2 separate regions of the Sus scrofa genome follow, and region 2 is linked to region 1. The links are chromatin contacts, called in public Hi-C maps. All regions are on one chromosome and are shown on one strand. Each heading gives the region's core, a stretch centred on a gene start, on an enhancer-like site or on the middle of the called end of the contact. The rest is flanking DNA. Distances are from core to core; before and after follow the strand shown.

What was found. A called contact is a pair of places that touch in the nucleus more often than the background predicts.
Region 2: a contact with region 1 is called in a Hi-C map of skeletal muscle, with 3 times the contacts expected there. The contact joins the enhancer-like site here to the promoter of POPDC2 in region 1. A contact is called at or near these places in 5 of 47 Hi-C or Micro-C datasets (heart right ventricle, psoas muscle and skeletal muscle) and 2 of 2 datasets of contacts at active chromatin or transcription factors (alveolar macrophages and skeletal muscle).

The regions. Positions count from the first base shown.
Region 1 is chr13:140,598,036-140,604,991 of Sscrofa11.1, forward strand. POPDC2 (popeye domain containing 2) reads left to right here and starts at 3,597. Exons shown (of 4, transcript NM_001144114.1): 1 at 3,597-4,492. The coding sequence starts at 4,002.
Region 2 is chr13:140,644,891-140,651,846 of Sscrofa11.1, forward strand. It overlaps PLA1A (phospholipase A1 member A), which reads right to left. Exons shown (of 11, transcript XM_003483312.4): 6 at 5,147-5,236; 7 at 3,295-3,462; 8 at 1,801-1,890. It also overlaps a transcript of ADPRH not described here. Among named protein-coding and RNA genes, the nearest start is that of PLA1A, 18 kb to the right of the region's middle. Within about 2 kb of position 3,406, at least 2 of the 83 cell types and tissues checked have an H3K27ac peak or open chromatin away from gene starts, as enhancers often do. A contact at or near this core is called in skeletal muscle, where this site is marked.

The DNA of each region.
Region 1 (6,956 bases), core at 2,347-4,846:
AACAAACTGTACTCTGTTACCAGAATATGCTGTGTATTTTTGTTGTATTTCTGGACTTGACCTCACATTCTGTTCTCCCTTCCTGGAATGCCCTCCCCTGGCTGGGGGAACACCTACTCATCTCTTTAGACCAGTTTAAATGTCACCTTCCCTGTGGTGTTTTTCCTGAATTCTCTGCTCCCCCATCAGCGCTACCTTTGAACCCCATCTCTCTCTCTCTTTTTTTGTTAAGGGCTGCACCCACGACATATGGAGGTTCCCAGGCTAAGCTTTGAGTCAGAGCTGTAGCTGCCAGTCTACGCCACAGCCACAGCAATGAGGGATCTGAGCCAGGTCAGCAACCTACACCACAGCTCACAGCAATGCCGGATCCTTAACCCGCTGAGTATGGCCAGGGATCAAACCCTGGTCCTCATGGATACTAGTCGGGTCCGTTAACGGCTGAGCCATGACAGGAACTCCCGAACCCCATCTTATCTCAAGGCTATGGTAGCTTCAGGCATGACGTCATCACACCATTCTATTCCAAGCCAGGATGAAAGGTAGCACGCTTCCTTGCTGTCTGCGCTAGGGAGTATACTTTTTCCAGAAGCTCCCTGATACATGTCCTCTTATGTCACATTGGTCACATGCCCAAAAGTGTACTTATTTTTTTGGATTACAGTTCTTTCTCATTCAGTCTCCCTCACTAGCCTGAAAGTTCCTTGAAGGTGATCACTGTCTTGCTCATCTTTTATCCCCTGTTCCTGGTGCACATAATTTGCCCTAAATAAATGCTTATTGAATTGAATCAACTCAATGATGTGACATCTGTGTCTTTTCCTTTATTCTCCCCAAATATTTTCTACTGTGCTTCTGCCTGCATATCTGTGGCTTTCCTTATAAGAACAGTGGGACGGGACCCACACCCAGCCTAGGTCCCACTGGCATCCATTGTCACTCTCATTACAGGCAGCATGAGGGGTTTATGCACCCGGGGTGCTACCCCAGCAGCATACTCACATCCCCAGTAGCAATGAACGAGCTTGCAATCTGGACGCACATAAATCCCAAAGTACCTAGCAAGGTGGTACAGCACAGAGAATATACAATTTAGAGTCACAATAACCTAGGCTTTAGTCCCTATTTACATACTAGCTCTGCCATCTTGGGAAAATTCCTTAACCTCTCTGAGCTTCTTTATTAAAAAAAGAAAAGTATCATGGGAAAACATGAAGAAACAATAACTGCTTCTTAAATGTTAGTACCTTCCACTCGGATGAGGACATACATGGATTGGCAAAAGAAGGCTGAGAACAACAGTCAATGGGTCTGTCTGTCTCTTTAAGGGGTCAGGGCCAGCCCATTGGCCAGGCTTGCTGGGAAAGATGACCTGCTTTGAAATTCTATCTTGGGCAGAGCCTTGGTTGCTTCTCCGTCCCTGTGTTTCTGATTTCCTGGCTCACAGCTGGCAGAGACAGCCACTTTGGCAGCTAAGGGGGTGCACGACTTAAAGTGGAGGGATGAGCAGCTGCTGTTTGCTAAAGTGAGTGGCTTGGCTGAGAGGCAGGCAGGTGACATAAAAGCAGCATATGGAAAACCCCAAACTCCACTGCTTAAATGACATCATGGATCCAAATCCTTGTTGTGGTGAAGGCTGGGGTTGGGGGTGGGACATCTTTCTCCAGGGGCTCTCTAGCTCTTTTTCTTTTTCCTTTTTTTTTCTTTTTCGAGCTGCACCTGCGGCACATGGAAGTCCCCAGGCTAAGGGTTGAATGGGAGCTTCAGATGCCGGCCTTCACCACAGCCACAGCAATACCAGATCCAAGCTGCACTGGCTACGTAAGTCACTGAACAAGGCCAGGGATCGAACTTGCATCCTCATGGATACTAGCTGGGTTCTTAGCCCACTGAGCCACAATGGGAACTCCGTCTAGGCTCTTTTTCTTTACCACTGATTCCCCCCACCCCCAACTATAGAAAGAAGGGAATAAGATCCACATTTTGTTGGTTAGGTAACTGTAATTAAATTAAAAAACTAGCTTGTTTCAACATGTTTAAGTTTTCATACCTCTGTGCCTATGCTTTGGCCGCTCTCACGCCTAGAAACGCTCTTCTGCCTCTATCTCCCTTGTTACTTCAACTCCCACACCTCAAATCCCCTTTTAGCTCTTGTGTCTTCCTTCCAGGTGGCCACCTCTCCTTAAACTTGACTCAGTTGCGGTGCTTTCCACACTGAACTGCCATTGTTTCTCAAGTATCTATATTTCTCTTGAGAGGTGAAATCTCTTGGGAATCTTCAGTTCTTTAAGTGCTTGGCTCATAGTAGACACTCAATATGTGTTGAGTTGAAAACTTCTACTCCTCAGCATGTTTGGCAATTCCTAATTTCTCACTAATTTTAGTCCAGTTACCAGAGGTATAATAAAGGTCCCTATGGATTGAGCTCTTGAATAGTTCTAGTAGGTTACTGGGTGCCCCCCCCCCCACTTCCCGTGGTACCTCAGTGGCTGTAGGAATAATGATAGTAAGTGCTAACCAGCAGTGAGGAAAAAAAAAAAAAAATCCAAGAGTTACTTGGAAGCTAGATTAGTGTTTGCCTATTCCAGACTTACTTCTTGGTGACCCACGGTAGACCCCAGGTTGATCTAGAAGGTCCCAGACGTCCTCAGACTTCCTGGGGAGAGTAGAGTTGGGAGTCATGGCTCTAGTCCTGTCTTCCCATGCACTGTGCAAACTATTTGGGACACAGCAGTAAAGTCTGACAGGAACAAATCCTATCTCTGTCACTTACTACCTGTGGGAACTTGTTACTTCTCTAAACCTCAGTTTCTTTCAGATCTAGAAAGAAGATAATATTTATTTGGAAGGGTCGTGTGATGACTAAATCACATGTATGTAAAGTACCTCATCTAGGTCTGGCATTTTTGGGGTTTAACAGGTAATGGTTATTATTATTTGCCAGTCCTGGAGTGGGTAGAGTGATAGTCTGAACAATGTATTAACATTGTATTAACTATTACTAGATCCAGATACATGCAGGAGAAGGTCAGAATTCAAAAGGCTGCTTTGCACACCTATTTTTTGTTCAATGGATGTCAAATAAATGCCCACGGATATTTCCAATATGACTTAATAGAGGTCTTCAAGGGGTTTTCCAGTTCTCATTGTTAGGATTTTTTCTGATAATAGTCCCATACTTTCCTACCTTGATGTGTCCTTCTGCCTCAGGAGAGCCCCCGGCCCTCCCCGCAGGGGTCTCTGGACAGTGTTCTGCCTGAGATGTGGCAGTAAATTCTGTACTCACTTTTCTTTGTCCACCCCCAGGCTCCCCACCCCACCCCCACCCTCCCTCCTTCACCACTCCTCCAAACCCCTCTATGATGCCATCCCCCCTGCCCCCCTCTCTGGCCCCAGGTCTTATCTTGTCCTCTGGGGAGGTATGCTAAGCGCTCTGCCAGCCTGCCTGTGTGCCTGGCCTGTTTTTTCTCACTGCCAGTACCTCTTGGATTCCAATTCCAAACATGGTATCTGTCTGGGGTCACCCTTTCTTCCGGTGCCAAGAGAGACGCATTCCAAATGGAGCACAAATGTGCCTCCCGTGCTGGGCTCTCCTCATTCTGTTTGGGGACAACAGAGAGCAGGACGTGGCTGTTTGATTATCCCTCACTGCTGAAGCTCTCAGTCCCACAGTCATATTGTTTCCTCGGGACAGTTTGGGTTTCCTGCCAAGAGCCAAATGTGAAGAGACCGTCCTAAGAAACCTGGAGCAGAGGAAGCTCCCCGGAGCTCTGCGGGAGAGACTTGCTGAGGGCCAGACGGAGGAAAGAAAGGCTTTCAGTTCTCCAGGAAGTGTACTATGTTCTGCCATTCATTCCTGAAGCCACCGGAAGCATTCCTCCCAGGAAAAGTTGAGTTGGTGGGTTGTAGCTGGAGGTGAGAAGGCATCCAGAGGACAGGTTAAACCATTTCCTGAATTTCGCATGTGGGCACAGGCTTAGAGCCTTCGAGGCGCCCCGAAGATGAGCAGCAACAGCAGCGCGGTGGGCCAGCTCCTCTGGCGTGGGCTGCCGTGTGTCGGCTGGAGGCAGGATCTGCAAGGGGCTGTCTACCACCTGGCCAACTGCTTCTTGCTCCTGGGCTTCATGGGGGGCAGCGGGATGTATGGGTGCTTCTACCTCTTTGGCTTCCTGGGCACGGGCTACCTGTGCTGTGTGCTGTGGGGCTGGTTCGACGCCTGTGGCCTGGACATCGTCCTCTGGAGCGTCCTGCTGGCGATGGCCTGCGTGCTCCAGCTGGCACATCTGGTGTACCGCCTGCGTGAGGACAGCCTCCCTGAGGAGTTCGAGCTCCTCTACAAGACACTGTGCCTGCCCCTGCAGGTGCCTCTACATGCCTACAAGGAGATGGTTCGCTGCTGTCAGGAGCAGGTCTCCACTCTGGCCACGGAGCAGACCTACGCTGTGGAGGGTGAGACACCCATCGACCGTCTGTCCCTGCTGCTCTCTGGCCGGTAAGTCACTGTCCAGTGCTTCTTCCTCATGCCCATGCTTCCCATTTCCTAATGCGTCCCTTTCCATGTCATGTCCCCGTCCACTGAGGAAGGATGTGGCAAGTCAAACTAACCAAAATAGCATGTGCTTGCTTCCCCTTTCTTAGCATTTTCCATGAGAAAAGTACCTCATGGGGCATCTTAGTTGGCAGAAAGGATTGCGTGTGCACTTGCTGCTGGGAGGAGTGGGGTGTTTCTTGAGCTTGGATCTGAAGTGACCACACACACACACACACACACACACACACACACACACCACTGCGTCATGCCTAAATTACAGCAATATCTCTGTAAACTTTAGAAAACCGTATGTTTCAATAAGATTAATTTGTTCCTCTACATGCATTCAACATTTGCTAAATGCCAACTATGTGCAGGGAAGAGTACCAAAACAGAGGAGGTTTCCTGTAACCCCAGGGCATCAAGGATATTGGGGAATATACTATACAGACTCTATGGTAAAGCCATTCTATATACACCCAGGCATGGAGCAGGAATAGCTCTTGTCCATTTTTCCATTCCCAATTGTTCCATTGATATTCTTACAGACCAAGACATCAAGCACTGTAAATTTGAGGGCCAGACAGTGAGGGATGGGTAGTAATGCCCACATGTGTCTCCTTGAACACAGGGCGGAGACACCTGGCTGACACCTTTTGAGGAGGCTGACAGTCATGCATTAGCAGAAATGGTTTTCATCAGGATGAGTGCATGCCTGGTCAGCCTGCAAGTGGGTGTTGGCCATTGGCTGATCTCTTCCGAAAAAAATACCTCGGGGCTCTTGCTGTACATTTGGTAGGCGATTATGAATTTTTTAAATAATATCACCCTATTGGGACTTGTACGTGGAGCTTAGCATCAAAGCGCAAGCATCTTACCTGGTATACTAGCGCTGGCTCTGTGGAAAGCAAATGGAGTGTTTCAAAAGATTTGTCCTTAGTTTCCTCTGTCCTGCTTTCTTGAAACCAGGAGAATGTAGTCGAAGGGTAAGAAAGTAATCAGAAGGCTCAAGGGAAAAAAAAATAGAAACTAGATAAGACTGCCAGTCACACAGTGGGAAAAAAAATTGGCATTGGTGATGATAGTACTAAATCGACTACTAGTAACAGTGTGAGTTTATGAATTAATGTATAGACTCAAATGTGTGATGGACACATGTTTTTATTTTATTTGGACTCTGAAGATCCTGAATTGAAGTGTTAAAAAATACTTTTTTTTTTTTAGCTGTTTTTAGGGCCGCACCTGCAGCATATGGAAGTTCCCCGGGTAGGGGTCATATTAGAGCTCTAGCTGCCGGCCTACACTACAGCCACAGCAGTGCCAGATCCAAGCTGCATCTGTGATCTACACCACAGCTCACGGCAACGCCAGATCCTTAACTCACTGAGCAAGGCCAGGGATCAAACCCGAGTCCTCATGGATACTAGTCAGATTTGTTACCGCTGAGCCACTGTGCGAACTCCCCAAAAATGCGTTTTTTTGTAAACAAGTACATGTGTAATAAATACAAATAGATTATGAGTACTGCCAAAATGTTTGTCACCTACAGCTCTATGCTTAAAGACAGTTTAGGAAACATGCTTATTCATGAGATCCATAATGTTTGCTCCTCCTCTGTTCAAAGGAGGGAATTGAGATGTGGGGGAGAAACTCCCACTGCACTGTATGGTGCTCATCTATGGAAGAACATCATGATTGTTCAATGGTTCAGCTATCTTTTATATGATGGATTTACCATGAACTTGTAGAAGACCACATCCCTGTGAAGAGGAGAGGGGAGCTTGCCTTCTCACTGTGGCTTTTCCTAGTATACCTTGCTTCAAAAACCCCAGTCAAAAATTAATTTTTGTCCAGAAATATACCACAGAATACAAGGTAGTGAGTTTATTGTCACCGAAAGAAGAGCTTTGAAGATTTGCTCAGGGATGTTTTAGAGAGATACTAAATTTTTTTTTTTTTTTTGGTCTTTTTTTTGCTATTTCTTGGGCCGCTCCCACGGCATACGGAGGTTCCCAGGCTAGGGGTCGAATTGGAGCTTACGCCAGAGCCACAGCAACTTGCGGGATCCGAGCCACGTCTGCGACCTACACCACAGTTCACGGCAACGCCGGATCCTTAACCCACTGAGCAAGGGCAGGGACCGAACCCGCAACCTCATGGTTCCTAGTCGGATTCATTAACCACTGCACCACGACAGGAACTATGAGAGATACTAAATTAGAGAAGATATTTGACCGGCAGTCCTCAAGTACAGTTTTTGGTTTTATGATTTTATAACATATTAGATACCTGAGATTCTGCTCATATTCTCTATTGAAATGAGTTATAAATGAAGTACAGACGGGGCACATATTAAAAATTTTGATGATGGTATACTTTAGTAAGCCTTCACAAAAGAGGGAAACTACAGAAAAAGACATGAGAG
Region 2 (6,956 bases), core at 2,156-4,655, 47 kb after region 1:
CTGCGTGGACTACCAGGTGGATAGCCCGTACCTCCCAGGAGAGGAGGGGCCCAAATTTGATGCTCAGAATGGAAGGCTCAGAGCATGTATGCAAATGAGTGTTCTTCCTTTCTGTACCCTTCTGAGGTTTTAAATAGACACACCCATGCTTCTGGGGGCTTGGTGAATGGTGTCTCACAACAAATATGAAACATTCAGAAAAATGATGGCTCAATGAATCTCCCTCAGCAGAGACCCAGAAATGCCTTTAACCTCCGGTGTTCCTCAGGCTCCCTGGCTGTGCAGACAGGGAGGAGCCAGCTCCGGCCCACTTGGAGCTGTCCTGGAGCTGGAAGTAGAAGCGAGATGTCTGGTCCCAGCAGCATGGCTTCTGGCCTGGACAAAGCAACCTCCCCCAGGCTGACCTCTTGAGGGGCACCAAGGACCCCTGAGTAGCTGACAAATACAGCTAAAAAGAGAATACAGGTTCTCTGGAGAGGGGCAAAGATGCAAGTGTGGAGGCAGGTGGTGGCATGGAAAGAGTAGAGATTTAGGAGTCAGAAGACCTGGAGTTGAATCCTGACTTCACCTATCGGTGTAGGCTTGGGCACATCTCCACTCAGGGTTAGGTTGTCAAATGAGCTGATACATGTGAAAAGCCCAACCCTGACTCTTGTAACCCACTTTATTTCTAAGAAGCAGCCATGAATTCTTCCTGGCATGAAGTTAGAAATATCCCCATCTTGGCTCCCAAACTCTCCCACTGACAGAGGAACGGGAGTGATCACTTACTGAGTTCAGTCACTGTGCTGGTGATTGCCTGTGTACTATGTATTTGACTTTATCCTCACAATTGATTCTTCGAAGTAGGTACTATTATTTTTCCCATTTTCTGCACAAGTATATAGAGGTTCAGAAAAGGTAAGGAACTTGCTCCTAATCACACAGCTGCTAAGTGGAGAAGCTGAGATTCAAATCCAGATTTGGGGGACCACAGAGCCTGAGCTTCGGGCTCTGTCTCACACTTCACCAAGTCTTCTAGTACCAGGGAGGTATGGCCACAAAGATCCCTCCACCAACTAACCAGATACCAGCTGATCAGAAAATCAGTCAGAATTAGGGTGACCATATAAGTACCCACCCAACCCAGCATACTTCTGTTCTGAACACACAATAAACCAGACAGGACCCTAGAATAACTAATCAGGAAGTAGAGTCAACCTAGTGAAGACAAAAATAGCACTGGGAAGGAGAATGAGTCAGCCTGTAATACATGCATAGATTCTAAGACACCCTTTTCTCTCACATGCAGCATCTTTCCAAATGCTGCCATCTTAGCCTCAATGAATTGCAGTGGTTAGCAGCCACAGTGAATGGATAGAATGTGTACGTGAAGGGGAAGGAGGGCAGAAGGTTCAGCATTCCTCATGGACCCTGACCTATGCACCCTGTCAGAGTGAGAGATACATGGGATGGGCACCAAGGATGGAGGAAATGTATGCGGGATGGAAGAATCCAGAAGGTGCTCCCAAATACCACTCCAGAAAGAACCCACACTGGAGGGCAGATTTCCACGGTGGGGTATGGGGGAATGAGGATCAGTGTGCAGATAGGAAAGTCAGACACTGACACCCCCAAGTTCTCATCTGTAGAGCAATGTGTTGGGCTAGCTCTCTAAGACCAGTAGCTGCTGCCCCCACCTCTCCATTCCATGACTTTTTGCCCCAATTCTTCGCCTCCCATCTCTGCTTCCACGCTGGGCTGGACACAGCCCCAGATGGAGTCCTGGACTCAGCTGGGCAGCACACTGGCCCTACTCACCACAGTATGGAGCCTTGGAAGTGGTCATGAGGTAGACAGGCACTTCCTTGGGAAGTGGCTCTATCTGGACACCACCTTGTTCCACCAGCCCTGGAAATAAAGAAGTAAAGACAGCAGAGCCCTGAGGAGCCCATTTCAGGGTTCCTTGGAAGCCAGCCATGTACTGATTGATTCACACACCCATCTGTTCTATAGACAACTCCACTGTAAGCTCACGATGTGCCACGTCCAGTGGTGAGTCCTGGGATACATGCAACTTTGTCCAGTCAGGGAAGAACACACAGGTGAACAGCAGATATATTCTTCAGATTATCTGGCCCATTCCCAGGAGGTATTTATAAGAAATTTCAAATGTCTCCAACTTGCAAAACAATCTATATGACAGTTGTTTTAATGGCATTTGTATCCTGTGCAGTGAGCAAAGGAAGCATTTGAACTGAAAAAATAGTAGTTGACAAGTCAGAGAAGGACATTCCAGGCAGAAAGTACAGTCTGGGCAAAGGCATACAAGGTGAGGAAACATGAAATACTCTGGGCAATGTGAGTAGCTACATCCCTGGGCTGTTTGGAAAAAAAAGAAAGTGTAGTGACAAAGGAGGCTGGGCAGACCATGTGAAGTGGCTGTTACACCATCTGATCCATTATACCTATGGGAAATAGCGACATATGCCTCACAGTAGGAAGTCATCTTGCTCTGCTTTATTATGGGAAACCACCCTTACTTTAACATACTATCAAGCTGATATTCATTTCATTCATATAAGCAATGGCAGGCTGCTGCAGTTCCCAGTGGCAGCCAGAAGTGGAAGTGGGGAAAGCGAGGGAGCGGAACGAACCATATATACTGGCTAGGAGCTTTTCCTGGCATCTTCGTGCTGGATAACCCCAGAATATTCACAGCAATGACCTGCACAGGGGGAGTTGAGGCAGTTCCCTCAGACTTCCTGTGCCCTTCTCCCCAGACTGGGCTGGATCATCCAGGAATAAGCCCAGGTCAATAAGCAATTAGGAACCCCTCCAAGTGGCATGTGGATTCACCCCAGTTATGGGGATTCCCCCACAACACTTCGCTTTAGAGTCTATTGGGAACTGGAGAATGGCTGGCTTAGCAAGGAAGACCTATGAGAAACATCAAGTCTGAGAATGGGTCCATGCACTGGCTATACCAATGCTTCTAGAAAGCATCTTGAGGCTGAACTTGTAGGCCAGGGGCTGTGTGTGTGTGTGTGTGTCTGTGTGTCTGTGTGTGTGTGTGTGTGTGAGGGCTGTGTGCAGAGCAAGTATGGCATCAGGCAATAGTGTAGAGGGTGAGGGGAAGGGCACGGAAAGCTAAATGCCACCTTCTAGGTGGGAACAGGTTGATTGACTCATTACTTAAATTTTCTTTACCACACTTGTGTAGACTTCTTAACCACAGGAGATCAGGACTTAAAGAGGTAACAAGACTTGAACTTTCCCCAAGCTGTCAAAGGAAGCCAAAGGGGTAGCACTTACCAATCCTTGGACAGGAAAGCAGAAAAGGATTGAAACAATCCAGACAGTGTCCAGCAAGGAAGGCCTTGTAGCTGGTACAAGGAAAGGCCATCAAAGGACAGGAATTCTCCAGGGCACTGACGTAGAGGTGTACAGCCCTCATGTGATCACAGATCAGATAACTGTAGCCTGAGCAGGGCCAAAAAAACACAACCAAGGTTTCAGTTCAAGACAAATGGAAATTCCCTCCATGCTATTTACTGTAACTCTATTGAATTTTATATTCCAACAAACTACAAATACACAGGATGTCCCCAAAGCCACATTTTAAGAATATTAATCAGCGTGGTTACTACACTCTAACTTTTAATTTTCCTGAGATAACTAAGCCAAATTTACTAACAAAATTGCTTAATTTGAGATCACTCTTCCACGATCATACAAAGTCTATTTCAGAAAATGGGGGCATGCAGAGAATTGGTGATCCTGACCCCACTTATCAAAATGGATATCTGTCTGCACATTTTTACCCTCTTCAGCATCACCCACACAATCAAGTCTTATAACTTAATTATACACAACCCAGCAACGAAACAATCAAGGGAGGCAGTAGCAGTACCTGGTTCATCTCTGAAAGCCAATGTGCTGAGGTTCGCCTCACCTAATGACTGATATATTGAATTTGCCAAATGTCTCAATACAACAAACACTTGGGTTTCTTGTTATTGCTGTTGTGGACTATTTAAAAATTTTTGATAATTCACATTGAACGAATTTGCTGGGGCTGAGAGGTCTATAGTAAGCCATAACTCCAGCGTTACAGGGTCTTCAGACTCTTCCTTCACCTTGGGAACCCCCCTCTGGGACCAGGAACCAAGTTTGAGCTGTGTGTTGACTTTCCTTTCCCCCACAGTTGGGACACTGTCTATGGCCAACCTCCTTCTAGCTGCACAGGGAGCTGGGAGACACAAATTAAACCCTTCTAAAATTGCATTAAGAAGAAAAAAAAAGTAGCCAACTAAAATGCCACAGAAATTTAAAAAGCCCCTTTAAATCAAACCATCCCATTTGATCAGAACTACTGAAAAATTACAAATTATTAAAAGAAACATGTTCTTAAAAAATTGATAAATTTAGTAAGTTGGATTTGTGGTTACTCAAAATTGTCAAAAGAATTCTCAAATTTTTAAAATTTTGGTAAAGCAGGAAAAGGTTGAAAACCTAGTAGTCAAAAATCAAAATAAAATTACTGTATGAAAAGTTGATAGGTTGGCAATATTCATAAGAAGAATATAAGAAGACTAGACAACTCTTAATGCTTAGCTTTTGATAAGTTTAAAATTATTTAAAGTTATGCTAGCATATATTCAGTGACTATACCCAAAAAGAACATTCCAGAAGAATATATTTAAGAGAGAAGAAATGTACATTTACTGAATGTATTCAAGAAGATTATTTTAAAAACAATCTTGGAGAACGTAAATTTAGTAAGTGTGGGGAAACACCATGCAGTGACTTGGCCCTTCAGCTAGCTAGCTTTGGGCTCATCTGTCTGCTTCTGCCACACTGAGGCTCTGCAGAGGATGCAGCAAGTGGGTCCCAGGAAGAAGGGAGGTGACTGGCTTGAATGATGTTAGATCACAGCAGGGCTTAAGAAGTAGGGAGGACAGCATATATGGAGCAGACTCTTAACTGCAAGCACTCCTCCTGAGGCTCCAAAGTCATTCATTCAGTAAGTGCTGAGTAAGCTGGATGGACCATAGCTAAGGACACTGTAAGGAAGACCCCTGTGGCCCACACTGGCTGACTCAACGTGAAGACTCAATTCAAGTCTCTGAGATAGCCAAACACCAATTCTCTCTGGCTTTCTGACCTGCATGAATGAAGGTGGGACAGCCAGGTTGGTCTTGGCCTCCATTGACGAAGTAGTCCACATGTCCAACAGGAATCCGAATTCCCAAATCTGAAGGGAGGAAGAACCCTGTTACCTTCTACTGCAGGGGCGCATTTTCCAGGTCCCACAGCAGGGTCTGCTGGCAGCAGAGCCTGAGGGCTGACCTTGGGGACCACCCCCCTCTCTGAGCTGAATGGGTGTCCATTTTACCACTAAGCGCCAGGAGACTGCAGAACTAGCCCCCAGATGGTTTTCTTTCTTTCTTCCTTCCGTCGTTCCTTCCTTCCTTCCTTCCTTCCTTTCTCTTTCTCTCTTTCTTTTTTTTCTAGTGCACCTGTGGCATATGGAGCCTCCCAGGCTAGGGGTCAAATTGGAGCAACAGCTGCAACCTACACCACAGTTCACGGCAATGCCAGATCCTTAACCTACTAAGTGAGGCCAGGGATCAAACCCGTATCCTCATGGATACCAGTTGGATTCATTTCCACTGCGCCACAATGGGAACTCCCTCCAGATGGTTTTCTAAAGGAGTTTTGCCATGCTGAAGGGAATAGAATAATAAATTCATGAGAATATACTCACATTTGCTTAATAAAATCAGTAAAAATATCCCTTAAGATAAGTGTTTAAGAATAGTTTAGTAACTATTATAAACTTGGTAAATTTCCTTGTTGAATAATCTCTATTTCACTTTGAGCAACAGTTCAGATATGTGTGTTTGGGACCACATTTCCAGGCTCCCACATATATCTGTGCTTTCCTGACTCAGCAGAAATATAAGCTGGCTACAAAGAGATACATTGGAGAGGCTATTATAGCCCTTATCTCCTCAGCCCTCAGACTAGGTCAGTCCAACTGCCAAAGACCCTGATTTTCTCCTTCATGTTATCTATCACTATTGTAAGCAATTGAGTGTGTATTATTTGTTTAATGTCACCTGTCCAGGGTTAAGCAATGGCCTAGAAGTCATCCTTGGCACATCATCTGTCCCATTGGCTTTCCCTCCAAAATACATTTTGAATCTTTCTACTTTTCTCCGTCTCTTCTGCCACCACCTCTGCCCAAGCCATTACCATGTCTCAGCCAGGCTACCACTGTAAACACCCTCTAATAAGTCTGCAGGCTTCCTCTTGGTGCCACTGCAGCCCATTCTCTGCACAGCAGCCAGAGTAATCTCTTCAGGACATACAAATCATCACCCTGATCTCACTGATTCGTAGAATAAAATTTAAACTCCTTGCCAGTCCTGGCCCTGCTTCTTTTTCCCCAGCCTTGCTCAGTACATCATTCAGTATTCTAACCACATGGTTCTCCTTCCTGACCCCACCCACATCCTCTCCACCCAGAATGTTCTCCTGGCTCTTCCCAATGCTGACTCATTCTCATTCACAAAGTCTCACCTCAAATATCACCTCCCTGGACAGACTTTCCTTAATAATCCTATCTGAAATAGACTCCATCCCTCCTGCCAAGTCATGCTCCTCCCATAGCCCTCATTATCATGATCTCAAGGTGGAATTATCTTGTCTGTTTACATGTATGTAAGCTCTACCATAGCAGGGCCTTTATCTGGCTTTTTCCTGTTCTGTCCCCAACATCAGCACAGCACCTGGCTCATGCAAGTGCCAAATACTTATTTATTGAATGAATAAGTGAATGAATGCTTGCCCAATTAGCTTGTAAGTTCAACGTGGGCAGAGATCTTATTTGATGCTTTGTGCATTGCAGTATTCTCAGTGCTTGCTACATAGCTCAATAAAGACCAACTGAATAGATGGAATGATTTAGA